2 separate regions of the Mus musculus genome follow, and region 1 is linked to region 2. Evidence: chromatin contacts called from public HiChIP or PLAC-seq data. All regions are on one chromosome and are shown on one strand. The core of a region is the stretch at or near the end of the contact, and the rest is flanking DNA. Distances in the headings are between cores, read along the strand shown. Region 1 holds the start of C130074G19Rik (RIKEN cDNA C130074G19 gene). Region 2 holds the start of Slc30a10 (solute carrier family 30, member 10).

What was found. HiChIP or PLAC-seq counts read pairs in DNA pulled down with a chosen protein or histone mark.
Region 1: a contact with region 2 is called in an H3K27ac HiChIP or PLAC-seq map of embryonic stem cells, with 2.8 times the contacts expected there. The contact joins the promoter of C130074G19Rik here to the promoter of Slc30a10 in region 2. A contact is called at or near these places in 1 of 39 promoter capture datasets (embryonic stem cells) and 2 of 115 datasets of contacts at active chromatin or transcription factors (both in embryonic stem cells).

What each region holds. Positions count from the first base shown.
Region 1 is chr1:184,876,892-184,884,350 of GRCm38.p6, reverse strand. C130074G19Rik (RIKEN cDNA C130074G19 gene) reads left to right here and starts at 1,315. Exons shown (of 2, transcript NM_178692.3): 1 at 1,315-1,665. The coding sequence starts at 1,360. Gm34602 (a long non-coding RNA gene) reads right to left here and starts at 6,893. Exons shown (of 4, transcript XR_003948516.1): 1 at 6,673-6,893; 2 at 5,999-6,068; 3 at 5,114-5,288; 4 at 2,070-2,445. It also overlaps the pseudogene Gm17905.
Region 2 is chr1:185,453,117-185,460,698 of GRCm38.p6, reverse strand. It overlaps Slc30a10 (solute carrier family 30, member 10), which reads right to left and starts at 5,851. Exons shown (of 4, transcript NM_001033286.2): 1 at 5,020-5,851; 2 at 4,270-4,347. The coding sequence starts at 5,635. It overlaps Gm2061 (predicted gene 2061), which reads left to right and starts at 5,131. Exons shown (of 3, transcript NR_040305.1): 1 at 5,131-5,663; 2 at 6,566-6,694.

The DNA.
Region 1 (7,459 bases), core at 66-2,565, 570 kb after region 2:
AAAAAAGTGTTTCTCGTTCCAAAGTGGAAGCCACATTCATGAACTGTGTGAAGAACTGCTTTCTGATGACTGAGCAGGAGGCTAGTGGAGATCTCAGGCCATGGAGGAAGAAAATGTCTAAACAGTTGGAAACTGGCTGGAGAGATGGCTCAGTGGCTAAGAGCATACACTGTTCCTTCAGAGGACCAGAGATAGATTTCTAGCAACCACATCACCTGTCTGTAACTATAGCTCCAGGCCAGAGACTCTGTACATACTTACACATAATTAAACATAGTTTAAAAAAATGAATCTCTAAAAAACGTCATGTCTCTAAAATGTTCAGGAAGCAATTTAATGTAAGAAGATTTGATTTGGAAGCCACAAAGAAACCACTTACTTGATTTCTATAAAAACCGATCTCATCTCTCCTTCCTATAATGTGGAGTGAGACCCCCCCACACACACACATACACACACTGGGCTTGATGGCTGTTGTTCAGGTTCCACTGCCAAGAACACACGTTGTCTAAACGCCTGCTCAGCTTCCAAGGACGGACTCCACCCTTTACTTAGTTGTAAGTATGTATGGAATGTTTTGATGGGAGACAGAAATGCTGATCATCAGGCATGTGAATGTTGGGAAGACATTTTTAACGTTTTCTTACCCTGCGCTTCTTGCTTGTGTTTGATTCAGAGCATCATGTAGCCCAGGCTGGACCTCAGACTCGCTGTGGTCAACTTGAACCCCTAATCCTTCTGCCTCCACTTCCTAGGTTCGGAGCATGTGCCACCTTGATGGGGCTTCTGTGACACTGGGGATGGAGTCCGGACTTTCGGGCATGCCTAGGTAGCATTCTCCCAACTGAGCTACATCCCCAGGTCTGAATATAATATTTTCATGACCCTGTCAACATGTCCACACCAGCACTGAGGAATCTTCACCAATACCATCTCTACCATTTGTTTGTTTGTTATTTTGTAGCCTTGGCTATCCTGGAACTTGCTCTGTGAACCAAAGTGAGCCTTGAACTCAGAGATCCACCAGCCTCAGCCTGGGATTAAACGCAGGGATTAAAGGTGTGTGCCACCACACCCTGCTAGTTTTAAATGCCCGCACCCGTAGTAGGTCTGTTGTTTGGAGTCTGTTCCCAGTACAGCTGAACTTGCCTACCCTGAGCAATGGTTTCTGCTGCAGGGTTCTCCGGAAAGCCTTTTACGTCTGCCCCCGTAATCCTGGACCCCACCGCATGGGTGTGCTGCGACCTCTGGTTCCCGGAGCGCACAGGGCCGGGGCGGTCCGCAGGGGCAGGAGCCGGGCGGAGCGTGGAGCAAAGGTTGCCTCATAGCCTGGGCCCTTCTCCAGAGCTCGGCGGCATCATGACGGTGGGCGCCCGGCTCCGAAGCAAGGCGGCGAGCAGCTTAGTGGGCCGAAGGCCCCTGGGGCGATCGCGCCGCGCCGGTGACGAGGAGACAGATGCCATCGTGGAGCACCTGGAGGGCGAGGACGAGGACCCGGCGAGCCCGGACTGTGAGCGCGAAGAGGGCGGGCGGCGCGCGGGGACTCCGAGCGCACGCAGGGTGCACCTGGCTGCGCTGCCTGAGCGCTACGACTCCCTGGAGGAGCCCGCGCCAGGCGACAAGCCCAAGAAGAGGTACCGGCGAAAACTGAAGAAGTACGGCAAGGTAGGTCCCCACGGCCCGGCCGCCCTGATCCAGACAGAACCGGGAGTCGCGCTGGGTGGAGTTGTGCCCGCATCCCCGCTGGCCTCCGGGACCATCACTAGGAGGGTGTGTAGCTGAGCGCGCGGGCAGGACCCTTGCTCCCAGTTGGAGCTGATGGTAATGCTGAAGCCATGGTGAGGTTAGTTGACTTGAGCCCCGGACCCAGCTGCGAAGTTGCAGTCTAGGTCCACCTATTTCCCGCACTCTCTCTGGGGCACCCCGCCACAGGAGAATATTAGGTGATTCAGTCCTAGACCCCGGGGTTAACCCGCGCGGGGCCTGCTAACTCAGCCAGTACATACCTAGAACCTGTTACCCCTCCCCCTTCTCTGATCAACAATCTCTGCACCCCGGGACTTCAGATGTTCTTCGGCCTGCCTTTTTACTTTGGTGGGAGAGCCAAAGGAAGGATGGATGGGGAACCGAATGAGTTTCGTTTTCAGGGCACATGATTATGGTTTCTAGGTGCTCTGACCTAGACAGGGCTAGGGAGGGAGTTGGAGTGGAGGGGAATCACAAAACTCATTGCTTGTGTTTGTTCTGACCAAAGTCCTCTGAACTCTCGGAATTATTGTCCAGGTAGTCTTCAGTGGGTGACCTTCATCATACCCGAGACATTCGGTCCCTTGCCAGGAGTTTAGTTTATCATTCTGAATGATATGACCGGAGCTTCCTCACAAGCAGGCAATGATAACATGCGTTGTTGAAGTGAAGTAGGGCTTTTGGGAGTAAGGAAGCCATCTGAAAGTGAATAGAGGACACAGGTTTCTTAGTTGGTAGCTGGCATTTAGAGATGTTTTGGGGGTGACCACTCTGTGCCAGGCATTGTGCATACACTAGAGGTACAAATAGTGGGAGGGGAGATAGCCACCCCCACCCCCAGGGAGAGGTGGCAGAGCTGGGGCACCCTGGTCCCTCACTTCTTAGCAGTGTATTAGCGATTACTTATCTGGGCGAGGCAAATTAAGACAGCGACGCTTTCAAATCGCCCTGACATGGACACTGGGCAGGAAAGAAGCCAAGGCTTCAATATGAAGTAAAAGCTAGGAAACCCACAGCTGTAATCCCAGATACTCTGGAGGAAGGGACAGGATGGTTGATAATACAAGGCCAGCCTGGGCTGTATGACAAGATCCTATTAACAAGAGCTCATCCTGGCTGAAACTGAGGTACTAGACTCCGCTCGTTAGGATGGCTATTCTAAGACTAAGTCAGTCGGTCAGTGGTGGCGCACACCTTAAATCCCATCACTGGGGAGGCATAAGCAGTCTGATCATCTCTGACAGCAAGTTCCGGGACAGCCAGGGCTACACACAGAAACCCTGTCTATAAACAAACAAACAAATGAAATAGAAGGCTGGGCTGGGGCTCAGTGGTTGGGTGCTGGCCTAGCATGCCTGAAGTCCTGGTTGGAACTCTTGAGGTATATAAACAAGGAATAGTGGTACACACCTGCAATCCCAGAACTTTGGGAGAGGAGGCAAGAAAATCAGAGCCCAAGATCTGGCTCTGTGGGTAAGGCTGCTCACGGCCAAACCGAATCACCTGAGTTCAATCCCCAGAACCTTCCAAAACTGACTCCAACAAACTGCACTTGACCATGTGCACCTGGTAGCACATGTGCACACATATGCATGCACACTAAATGCATTAAATAAATGTAACTTGGAATCTTTGGAAAAATAACTGGGTGGTGGTGGTGCACGCCTTTAATCCCAGCACTCAGACAGAGGCAGGTGGATCTCTGAGTTTGAGGCCAGCCTGGTCTACAAAGTGAGTTCCAGGAGAGCCAGGGCCACACAGAGAACCCCTCTCCCAAAAATACAAAACAAAGCAAAATTTGTAAAAATAGTTCAAAGTAATTTTTGGTTACCCTAGAGAGTTTCTGGGCTACAGATACACAAGACCCTCGCTTTAAAACAAAAATTGAAAACAGCTACCCAAGCAAATATTCTTATATTTTAGTGTTTCACGTGTATGGGTGTTTTGCCCTCATAAATCTTTGTGAAGTAAATAGTTTTACACACGTTTGCAGAAGTATCACCAATGGCCAAAAGATGAAAATGTTCCAAGTATCTATGAGCAGATGAACCAACAATGTGGGTGAGACACACCACGGACGTTCAATAGCCACAGTAAGAAGCTATCGTGTTGGTTGCTGCCACATCGTGCTTCAACATGGTATTAGGAAAGCCAGACCCAGGGTTATATACGGTTTCCATGATTCCCTTTACATGAACTACATTTTTCTACAAAAATCTAGACAGGACGTAGCTGGGTGATTTTTAGGGACTCGGCAGAGGCAGAGAGAGGTCTCCTGGGTCTGTGGTTTCCTTCTGGGATAAGAATGTCTGGGAACTCGATATAGAACCTTACAACGTCTGGGGACCACCACTGTTTCACTTTATAAAATCATTTATTTAAATATGTATATGTGCGTTGGCCTACATGTATGTCTGTGCCACTTGTCTTAATGTCCACAGAGACCGGGAGAGGGCATTGCTTCCCTTGGAACTGGAATTCCATATGGTCTGAGCCACCATGTGGGTGCTGAGAACTCATTCAGGTCCTCTATAAAGAGTAGTCAAAGCTCTTAACTGCTGAGCCATCTCTCCAGCAAACTGGTTGATTTTAGGTTATATGAATGTGTGTGTGTGAATGTGTGTGTGTGTTAGAGAGAGAGAGAGAGAGAGACAGAGACAGAGATTTTTGACATGGAAAGGGTTTTTTTGTTCTGTTTTGTTTTTTTGGCTAGGATGGAGAGAAGGGAGCTATGGGAAGGTTCTGGAATCTTATGCACTAGCTCAGTAGACCCAAGAAGTCTAGATGAGATTACAGCCCCAAGTGAGGAGTCAAAGGGGTCGTCTTGGCCTGTACTTTCTCAGGCCAGCTGAGAGGGTACCCGGCTTCAACAAGAAGAAAGACAACCATGGAACCCCTTTCCCTGCAAAGCCATGAGAACAGCCAAGGCTCCTGCGGAAGATGGGAGGTGACCTGCACCCTCTCAGTTGCCAGGCAAGGTTTTCTTTTAAAAATGAACAGCTCCAGTTATTGGCTATTATGGAATGTGATTTTAGTTCCATTCCTGTTAACTTCTCAGACCCTTCACACGAGCCCTTTCCTGCTTCTATTTAAGGAAAGTTGCTGGCTTTTGTGCAACATGAAAGAGCAGGCTCTCTCCCCTGCTGCCCCACCCACCCACCAGCCTGGTCCTACCCAGGGGCCAGGCCTCGCTGCTCTGGTCTGGCTTTCTGGAAGTCTTTGTGCTTAGGCCTCTTGTAGAGACCAATGTTCCCAGTTGATTGTAACGGAATAATTGCATTCCTACGGTGCACATATTGCTGTTTAAGTGCTGTCTGCGGGGCACTGGGGAAAGGAGGGGCTCCTCCTGAGGCTGGATAGCTGTTACCTTCTTTATGTTTCATGCCTCAGCCCCCGCAGCAATCTTGGGAGGCTGCGGTTGTGCCCTCTCTGCAGTGAAGGAGACTGGAGTTGAAGGGATTGAGGCTACACAGTCAGACAGCCGAAGAGCTGGGAAGGAGGGGGAGGAAGGCTGGCCTGACTGACCCCCCTCCTCTGCAGAGCTGTGGGTGAGAAAGAATGGAACATACCTCAGAACTTAGCTGAAAGTCATAGCCCGCCCTTGCAGGCACCCTTGAGAGGCACGGGAGAAGTGTGGTGAGAGAAAGAACTAAGTCGTGTTAATCAGTAAGCTAAGAGACAAGGTTGAGGGTAAAACAGAAAGTGTGGGATTAGTTATGTAGGAGGGTCAGGAAGGAGTTCAGGGTCAACCTGGGCTACACAGTGAGTAAGACCCTAAAAAAACCCAACCCAACCCAACCCAACCCAAACCAAACCAACCCAAACCAAACCAAACCAACCCGTGAGCACTGAGGATGGAGCTAGCTAGTATAACACTTGCTTAGCATGTACCAAGATCTAGGTTTGACCAGGCCACAAAAAGGGGGTGGGAGGAGTAGGAGAAATGTCCTCTTTAAAGTAGGGGCCAAAAGCTGGTCTACCAGATGTTCAAGCTGCCTGTGTCCAACGGCCTGTGACTCTGAGCATGGCTTCCTCAAACTGTCTCACTCTGATGCTAACGAGGGCATCGACTGAGCATTGTGGGCACACACCTTTAATCCCAGGAGGCAGAGGCAGGTAGATCTCTGAGTTCAAGGCCAGCAAGGGCTACACAGGGAGACCCTGTCTTGGCAGGGGTTCGGGAGGATAAAAACTAACCAATCAACCAAACAACAACAACAAGAAAAGAGGCTGGTTTGGGGGAAGTGCTTACCAAGTGAGCATGAGAACCCAGGCTTTAGCCACCAGGACCCAGTAAAAGACACAGACATATAATTCCAGTGCTGTGGAGATGAAGAGGAAAGCGACCGGGTAGGAGAATCTGTGAACTCATATATAGAGGGAGATCCTGTCTCTAATAAATCAATAAGATGGAGAGTAACTTAGGAAGACAATGGACATTGATCCTGCCCCCAACACACACCACACCTTACCTTACCAACACCCATAGCAGGCAGTATCCACAGCCAATAAATTAAGCCATGTGGAAGTTCTAGGTACCAGGGCACCTGGCTGAGGTCCTGGAACTATGGCCCTTTGAGGGGTAGGCTCTCATCCACTCAGATCTATAGCTGACCACCTGCCTCAGGTTGGCACCAGACCCGAGAGCAGCCCAACAGAAGGACTGACCTCTGTGAAGAGATGGTTTCTTCTAAATCAGAGGGACAAGGAGTCCCCAGCACCATTGGGAACTGGCTGCCATGTCTTCTACAGTCATCAAGGCTGTTCCTTCATGGCTCTTTGCAGATCCAGAGACCATCTTCCTTCCTTTCAAAGCCAGTAGTGCCCCACCACCATCACCCCTCACCCCTAGTCTTTTCCTCCTTCCCTCTCTTCCTTCCATCTTCTGCCTGACTCCCCCTGCATCCCTCTGATTAGGGTACTTACCAGGTAGAGCCACTTTTTGCTGAGTATTCAGGAGGCCCCAGGGATCCTCCCATCTCAAGAACCTTAGCTGACTCATACTGCCAAAGTCCTTCTTACCATTCCAGGAAAATATAGTCACAGGCTCTGAAAGTAAGGTGTGAATCTGGTGGGCTAGCCTGGCACCAAGTCTGTTCCCTTGAATAGCACTGGTGTGATAGTTAAGTCTCTTCTCAAAGCTGTGTGTTGACAGAGATGCAGTTAGAGCTATCTAGCAGCCCCCCCCTCCCCCGACTGTAAAGGACAGTGTTGGCTGAGATGATTTCCCAGGGACGTGGCATTTGTTGTTTCAAACATGTGAAATTCTCCCACTGACTCTTTTCAACACCTCTCTCTCTGAAAGAGTAAAACAAATTGAACTCTACTTTTGTGTTTTAATAATAACTACATTATTCATAAAACTCTTTCTTCCTCCTCCTCTTTGAGAAATGGAAAAAAAATAGTGTTGAGAAGACATAGATGCACCAGTTTCTTCCAAAACTTGCCATGACCTAGAAAGGAACTCAGGGAAAGACTCTCTACAGGCTGGGCGTATCTACAGGTATGGGACTCTGCCATCCATGCTGTGGAAAACTCAGGACAAAACTGATAAACAAGTCTGTATGCCCTTTAGAAACTTTCCTAGCCAGACGTTGTGGCCCTCATCTACAATCCTAGCACTGAGTGAGCTGAGGCAGGGGGATCGATAGGAGTTGAAAGCCAGCCTGGGTTACATGGTATGTTCCATGCCAGCTCAGCCACTGGGTGAGCT
Region 2 (7,582 bases), core at 4,602-7,101:
ACAGCGTACTTGATCCCCAATGAATGTATGATGGAGCATGCCTTTAATTCCAGCAATCTGGAGGCAGAAGCAGACAGATCTCTGTGAGTTACAGGCCATCCAGGGTTACATAATAATAATATTAATGATAATAATAATAAGGCCTGGTCTAGAACAAAATACAATAATGGACTGTTGGATTTCTGTTATAAATGCTTAGAAATTCGGAGAGCAAAGGCAATCAACAATGCCACAGAAAGCATGGCTGAGCTCGAGTGTCTGGATGGAGACTCTGGCCAGGAAGCAGGAACTTCCAGAGCTTGTGTTGGGATTAAATTACATGCCAGCACATTCATCCCCTCCCCACCTCCAGCAGCCAGATCTAGTCCAAAGAGGAAAATTTACTGTGTCATTTGCATTCTTGATGTTCCTATCTCAGGACTTTTAGCCTCTCTTGAGTCTAATGGAGGTCACACCCTGCACTTCCTAGAGGCAGGCAGTGGAGGCTCAAAGACACACAGCTGTAGGGAAAGCCAGGGCAGTGGTTTGGGCCTATAATCCCAGCACTTCGCTGCCTTAGCTAGCTACAGGCTAACCTGGGCTACATAGTGCGAGCCTCTCGGGATCAGCGGCATAGTGTTAGAGGAAGGTGGATGCCTGGTCTGAATAGAGGGCCATTGCATCCTGTCCCACAGAAGCTTCTGCTCCCACCCCAGGTTTCCCAAACGTGATCCCCAAGAATCCCACATGATAACGGCCATCACACTTCTGCTCCCCACAATGCACACTAAAAGAGAGTACAGGCTTGCCCACAGGCCAGGAGGCATCTTCTCAATTGAGGTTCTCTTTCCCCAGATAACTCTAGCTTGTGTCAAATTGACATAAAACTAGCCAGCACACCACACTAGTCAAGGCTGAGGCAGGAGTGCAACCATTTAGTGGGATATGCCCAATGGAGAAGTAAGCCATCCACTTCTGGAGGTCAAAGGCATGTGTGGGCAGAGCCATGTGTGTGAGAAGAGAGCTGAGACTACAGCCCAAGTCTATAGCCAGGGTGACTGTTGGGAAAGTCACCACACTCTCTGGATTAGGTTCCCTGATCTGTAGAGAGAAGGATTGTTCATTTCCCCCAAGGTCTTTCTCCATCTTATTCTCTAGTCTTTCTCCTGAGTCATGGCTCCAGGCCCTAAGATTGGGACAGACCCATGCTTAGCCTGAGGTGGAGACAGGCTCAGACTGGCCACAAGCATCTTCAATGGAGACAGCGGGGCAGATAAATAATAGATAGAAGATAATAAATGGTAAGTAGATTGGTTGGTTGGTAATTAATAGATACACAGATGATTGGTTGAGGGAGAGAAGGAGAGAAACAGAGAGGAGGAGGGTGAAAAGAAGGAAGAAGAGGAGGAGGGAGAGGAGGGAGAGGAGGAGGAGGAGACACATGTGTATATCTAAGCCTCAGAGGGAAAGATGAATTTAAAGGAGTTTTTATTATAAAAGATCTCAAAAAATGCCATCACTATATTTCAAAAAGAAAATCCCAATACTGAGTCGCAGGGTTTTTTTTTTGTTTTTTGTTATTTAAATCTTCATTTAGAGTTTCAGGGCCTCACACGTCACTGTTGTTTTTGGTGTCTTTCCTACAGATCTCTTCTGATAATCAGAAGTGAGACTCTCGAGGGAGAGGAGAGAGGGAACTAGGGAGAGAAGGACGGAGGAAGGGAGGGAGGGTGAGCAGGCACTCTGTGGGTGACTAGCAGTATGCTATAGAGTTTGGATCTAAGTCTCATCCCAGAGTTCTCCTAAATCATACGAAGTTGAAAGTTCACTTCATCTTTGTCAAACCTCTCAAAGTCAAGATTGGGGATTTTCTGGGCAGAGTGACCCACACCTGTAACCTCAGCCCCTGGGAGGCTGAGAAGGAAAAGCTATAAACTCAAGACCAGCCTACATAGAGAGCAAAGCACTGTTCATCCCCCAACATACACAGGAGCACGCACACACACACACACACACACACACACACACACACACACGCACACACGCACGCACGCACGCGCACACGCACACACACATGCACACACGCACACATGCACACGCACACACACACATGCACACGCACGCACACACGCACGCGCACACGCACACACACATGCACACACGCACACATGCACACACACACATGCACACGCACGCACGCACACACTAAACACGTGCACACACACGCACGCACGCACGCACACACACGCACACACACACACATGCACACGCACGCACACACACACTAAACACGTGCACACACACACGCACACACGCACACGCACGCACGCGCACACACACGCGCGCGCATGCACACTCACACACACACGGACACACACGCACGGGCACACATACGCACACGCACGCGCACACACTCACGGACACACACGCACGCACACACACGCACACACACACGCACGCACACACACATGGACACACACGCACGCACACACACGCACACACACTCACACACTCAGAACTAAGACTAAGTTCACTTTACAGTGAGAATATCTAACCAAAAGATACAAAGGAGAGATGCTTGCTACAGCAGTGTCCAGTAAGAGAGATATCCCAGAACGCCCAGCACAGCTGACTTTGAAGATGGGGTAAGAAGGTGGATCATTAATTTTCTTCAGTAAGGCTCACCAGAACCCCAGCTTTGGACCTGGAAATGAGAGTTTTAATCAGGTTGCAATCCCTTTCTCAGCAAATTCTTACCATAAACAACTGGCAAAAAGAAAAAAATGGATGTCACACAGGACAGAGGCTTAGTAGTGGGGCCACTTCACTTTTGTTTGTTGTTTGTTTTGTTTTTCCATCTTTAATGACAAGTCAACACCAAGCACATGCAAATACCTGCAATTCCAGCAGTAAGGGGACTAAGAAAAGAGGACTGCCACAAGTTCAAGCTCTGTGTGCCCTACATACTGAGTACCAGGCCAGCCATGGCTAGATAACAGGACCCTGTCTCAAAACAATCACAGCCAGTTATGATAAGCTGCAATGCGGCTTTGGGGATGGATCAATGGTGTAGCTTGTGTTTAGTATGGACAAGGCCCTGGATTCCATTGCCAGCTATACACACACACACACACACACACACACACACAATCTTCATAAAAACAAATAGATGCATGTCAGTAATATTCATGAAAGTAGCCAACCAAGAGTAGCAGTAATGGACTCTGCTAAATGCAGATCAGACGAAACTGGCATTGAGTTGTAGAGTTCATGAGAACATGACACAGATGTGTGAGAGTCAGGAGAACATGATAGAAACGTGTGAATATGAAGATAACTTGACACACATATGTGGAAATCAGGAGAACATGAACACAGATGTGTGGGAATCAGGTGAACATGATACATATATGAATATGAGGATAATATGACACATATATGTGGAGATCAGAAGAACATGACACAGGTGTGTGGGAATCAGGAGAACACGATACATATAGGAATATGAGGACAATATGACACATATATGTGGAGATCAGAAGAACATGACACTGAGGTGTGGAGACCAACCTGGCACTGATATGTAAGGTTCATCAGAACATGATATGTGAGTGAATTTGAGGAGAATGTGACACATATGTGGAGGTCAGGGGAACATGGTTCTGATATGTAGGGATCGGGAGAACACGGTATTCGTATGTGGAGCTCAAGAAAACATTTCGCTGATAATGTGGTGGCCAGAAGAACATGATGCATCTGTGGAGATGAGAATAACATGACACAAATGTCGGAGTCAGGAGAACGTGGCCAGGATATGTGGGGATCTGAGGAACATGATACATATGTGGAGATGAGGAAAACATGGCACGCATGTGGAGGTCAGGAGAACATGGCATTATTTGGTACTCAGTGGAACTCGGGAGACCATGACAGGGACATCTAGGGATCAGTGGGATATGATACATATGTAGCAATCAAGAGGTTATGACACTGATAGGTGACGCTCATGAGAACATGACACATATGTGTAACTCAGAGGAACATGGCGCTGATCTGGTCAGCCCAGGAACAGGCAGCTTCAGCGTGGCTTAATTAGAGCAAAGATAAATCATTAGCAACCAGCTTCTCCCTCAGAATCAATGCGATGATTAGGCAAGAGGAGAGGGTCATAGTCTGCAGGTAACTGACCCACTTCCCAGCACACTGTTGCTTTCCTAAAAGCAGAAGTACTCACAGCACAGACCCGTGAGTCAGGGAAAGGAGCCGGAGCTAGCCCACAGACAAGCCTACCTCTGATATTGAGTGCTTCAGACTTCTTCTCTTTTTTCGTCGTCTCTTCTGGTTCATTCTCGGTGTTCAGGGAATCACCTGCATTCAAAGAAGAAACCTTGTGTTGTGTATGAGTTCTACAAACAAAAAGAACCAATGATCTCAAAATGCGGTTTTGTTATTTTCAATTCCTCTTAGCATACAGGAGTCCCCCGCTTCTCCTACACTCAGCCCAAATAGGTACCTTTTAACCCAGAGGAAGCCCGAGGTCCACCCTTGGTCTTCACACACACAGCTTTCAAATTAAAAACGGGACAAGGATAAGCCTACACCTATCCCCCAGATCCTCAATACCCAAGAGGCAGGAGATAGCCCTGACACCGATGTCAGGGGAGGAAACATCCAGTTAGCACCGGAGAAGGGGCAGGATAGGAAATGCTCCGTTGCCCAATAGTTAAGAATTGATTTCCAAGATCAATACTGCCACAGGAGAGGGGAAGATAAGGACTACAGGGTCAAGAAGGAGAAAGAGAGGAAAATGGGGCGGGGGAGGGGGGAGAGAAGGCAAGCAAGGAAGGAGAACGAGGAGGGAGGGAAAGATGGAGAATTAAGTGAGAAGAGAAGCGAAGGGACTTTTTGATAAATCAGTCAAGAAAACGAGCCGAAAAAGAGGTAGTGGATGAGTAAAGGGGTCCAGATGCCAGGAGGAGGAGGGAGAATTGAGGGAAGAACAAAGTGCTCCCAGTCCGGAAGGATGCAACCGAAAGGCACCTGCTACATTAGAGAACACGGTCGCGCCCTCCTGCTGCTTTCTTCCGGCCGAGGACCCCCGGAGAGTCACTGCTGTGCCCGAGCCAGGAGCTGTGGCTGTCGCAGCCTCTTGGGGACACCCCAAAGCGCCACGAGGATCCCCCTGGCTTGGCTGCTGCGAAGGGCGGGTCCGGCGACCCCGCGTGCAGCGGGAGAAGCAGGCGCCGCAGTCCTGGAAGATGAGCAGCCCCACCACGTTGACCGCCAGCCCCAGGGCTCCCACGATAAGCACCAGCTCCGGGTCGTCGATGCGCTCGGGCCGCGCAAGGCGCAACACGGCCTCCACGAAGATGGTGAAGCAGAGCGCAGTGAGGAAGACTGCGTTGCTGAGCGCGCCCACCACCTCGGCCCGCACGTAGCCGTAGGTGGCACTGGAGCCGCGGGGACCGCGCCGCGCGATGTAGCCGGAGCCCAGGCCCACGCACAGCGAGATCAGGTCTGACAGCATGTTGAACGAGTCCGAGAGCAGCGCGATGGAGTTGCCCAGGTAACCCGACACCAGCTCGGCCACGAAGAAGGCCGCGGTGAGCACCAGCATGAACAGCAGCCGGCACGTCTTGCCTGAGTAACGGCCCATCTCTACAGCCCGCTGCGCCCCGCAACAGGTTGGCGGGGGGGGTGGGGGGGGCGGTCTGGAGCCCACCTCCTGCTGCAGGCCCGCCCTTACCCGCCCGGACCTTTTATGCTTCCAGCTCGCGCTCGCGGGACCAGAGTCTGCAGGAGTGGCCCCAGAGTCGCAAAGGCCACCTCCCGGGGCCCCTGCCCCTCCTCCCTCGCCGCCCAAGCTTGATTTGGCTGGTGGCCACCAGCCTGTGTCTCCTTCTAGGTCTGGGCTGGAGACCGGAGCTGCTGGGAGGAGGGGCGCATTGGGATGTCAATCTTCTTAAATCTCCACCTCCACCCTCTCTGAGAGAGAGATGCACGGGATGGTCCCGCTCCTCCAACTCCACCCCGCCTTCACCCCTGGGCTACTACAGATCTGTGTATGCCGCTGATAAGGACCTAGGCTGTAGTGGGTGTGCGCACCGCTGCCTACGTGCCCAGATGCGAGTTGCAGGGCAGATTCCATATGAGCTGGTGGAGCCTAGTGCCCTTAAAGGTGTTTCCTGCTTTTCCACTGGTTAAATGGTATCTCATTCCTCCCGTTAACCCCTGTCCCTGAACCCATAGTCAAAACCCTTTATCCTTTCTTCTTCACAAAGGCCACGAATCCTATTACTCCCTTATAGCACAGTATCGCCATCTCCCTTTTAGGGGTCTCTATCTGAGTCGAGCTGTCTACAGAGGAGAGGAAGGCAGGCAGCCCAGGGTGCATGGCTGCCACTGCTATTAGCATTAGTATGGAGCACTGGTATAGCACTCCAAGGCTGGGATTCTTTGTGTCCCTTGGCCATCAAAGAAGCCAGGTTTGGTCTCCTTTCCTAGTCTGTCAGAAAGAATTTCTACTGCCCCTAAAGGTGACCCTATACTCATAGTTCAATTGACCCAATTTTTTTTTTCCAAATAGACCCTGTTCCAAGTGACAATCACTCAAAGGGAACATGTCCTGGACTTGAGAGTCTACACTGCAGCCCCTTCAGAAAGGGTATTTGCTGTTGGTCACTTCGGAGACAGAAGTTGGTAACCATCGACTGAGGTATCGATGTGATAGGCTTTGGTTTGGAGGAATGTGGGTTTGGGGACTTTGGATTTGGAAAGCAGTGGAATGCTCTAAGCGGGGCTCAGTGAGCCATCCTAGCAGGAATATGGAAGACTTTGTTGCTGAGGGTGATTTGAACTGTGGAAGCCTGGCTCTAGAGGTTTCAGAGGAGAAGGATTTTAATATGTGGTGACCTTGGGGCAAGACCACAACAGCTAAGTTTAGGTTCGGGCATGGCAGTACGCCCCTTTAATCCCAGGAGGCAAAGCCAAGCTGATCTCTGAGTTCAAAGTCAGTCTACAGAGCAAGTTCCAGGACAGCCAAGCTTAGGCAGTAAAGGAGTTGGAAAACAGAAATCCGGTGATACTGTAATAGAACAAGGGGGCCATGTTCCAGCCCCAGCAAGCAGCAACTTCAGCACGTGGCTCTGGCTTTAGGGTCAAGAACAGAAGGAACTACTGGGACAATGGATGCTGGTTGACTGTAGCTAAGAAATCAGCAGTGATTAAGAAGAGACCAGCATCACCGAGGTGAAATCGGAGAAGTGTTTCCTGAGAGCACAGAGAAGCTGTGTTCCGGAGGTAGCTAAGGTTGTCTACAAGTTGCCTTGCTCATGGTGTCTGTTCACAGCAGTAAAACCCTAGCTAAGACAAGTGGGGTGTGGATGGGGGAGCCCTGTGCCTCACTCATTTTAGGAAGGGTCTGAAGGCAAAGCACAATAACCGTGTCTCCCCATAAACTTTAACCACCCTCATGGAGAAAATGCACAGGGTTGGAGCTTGGAAATACATTCTATGCCTTCCTCAAAGCAAAGCCAACGAGCAAGGGACAGTGGTGCAGCAAGGGACAGTGGTGCAGCAAGGGACAGTGGTGCAGGCATTTACT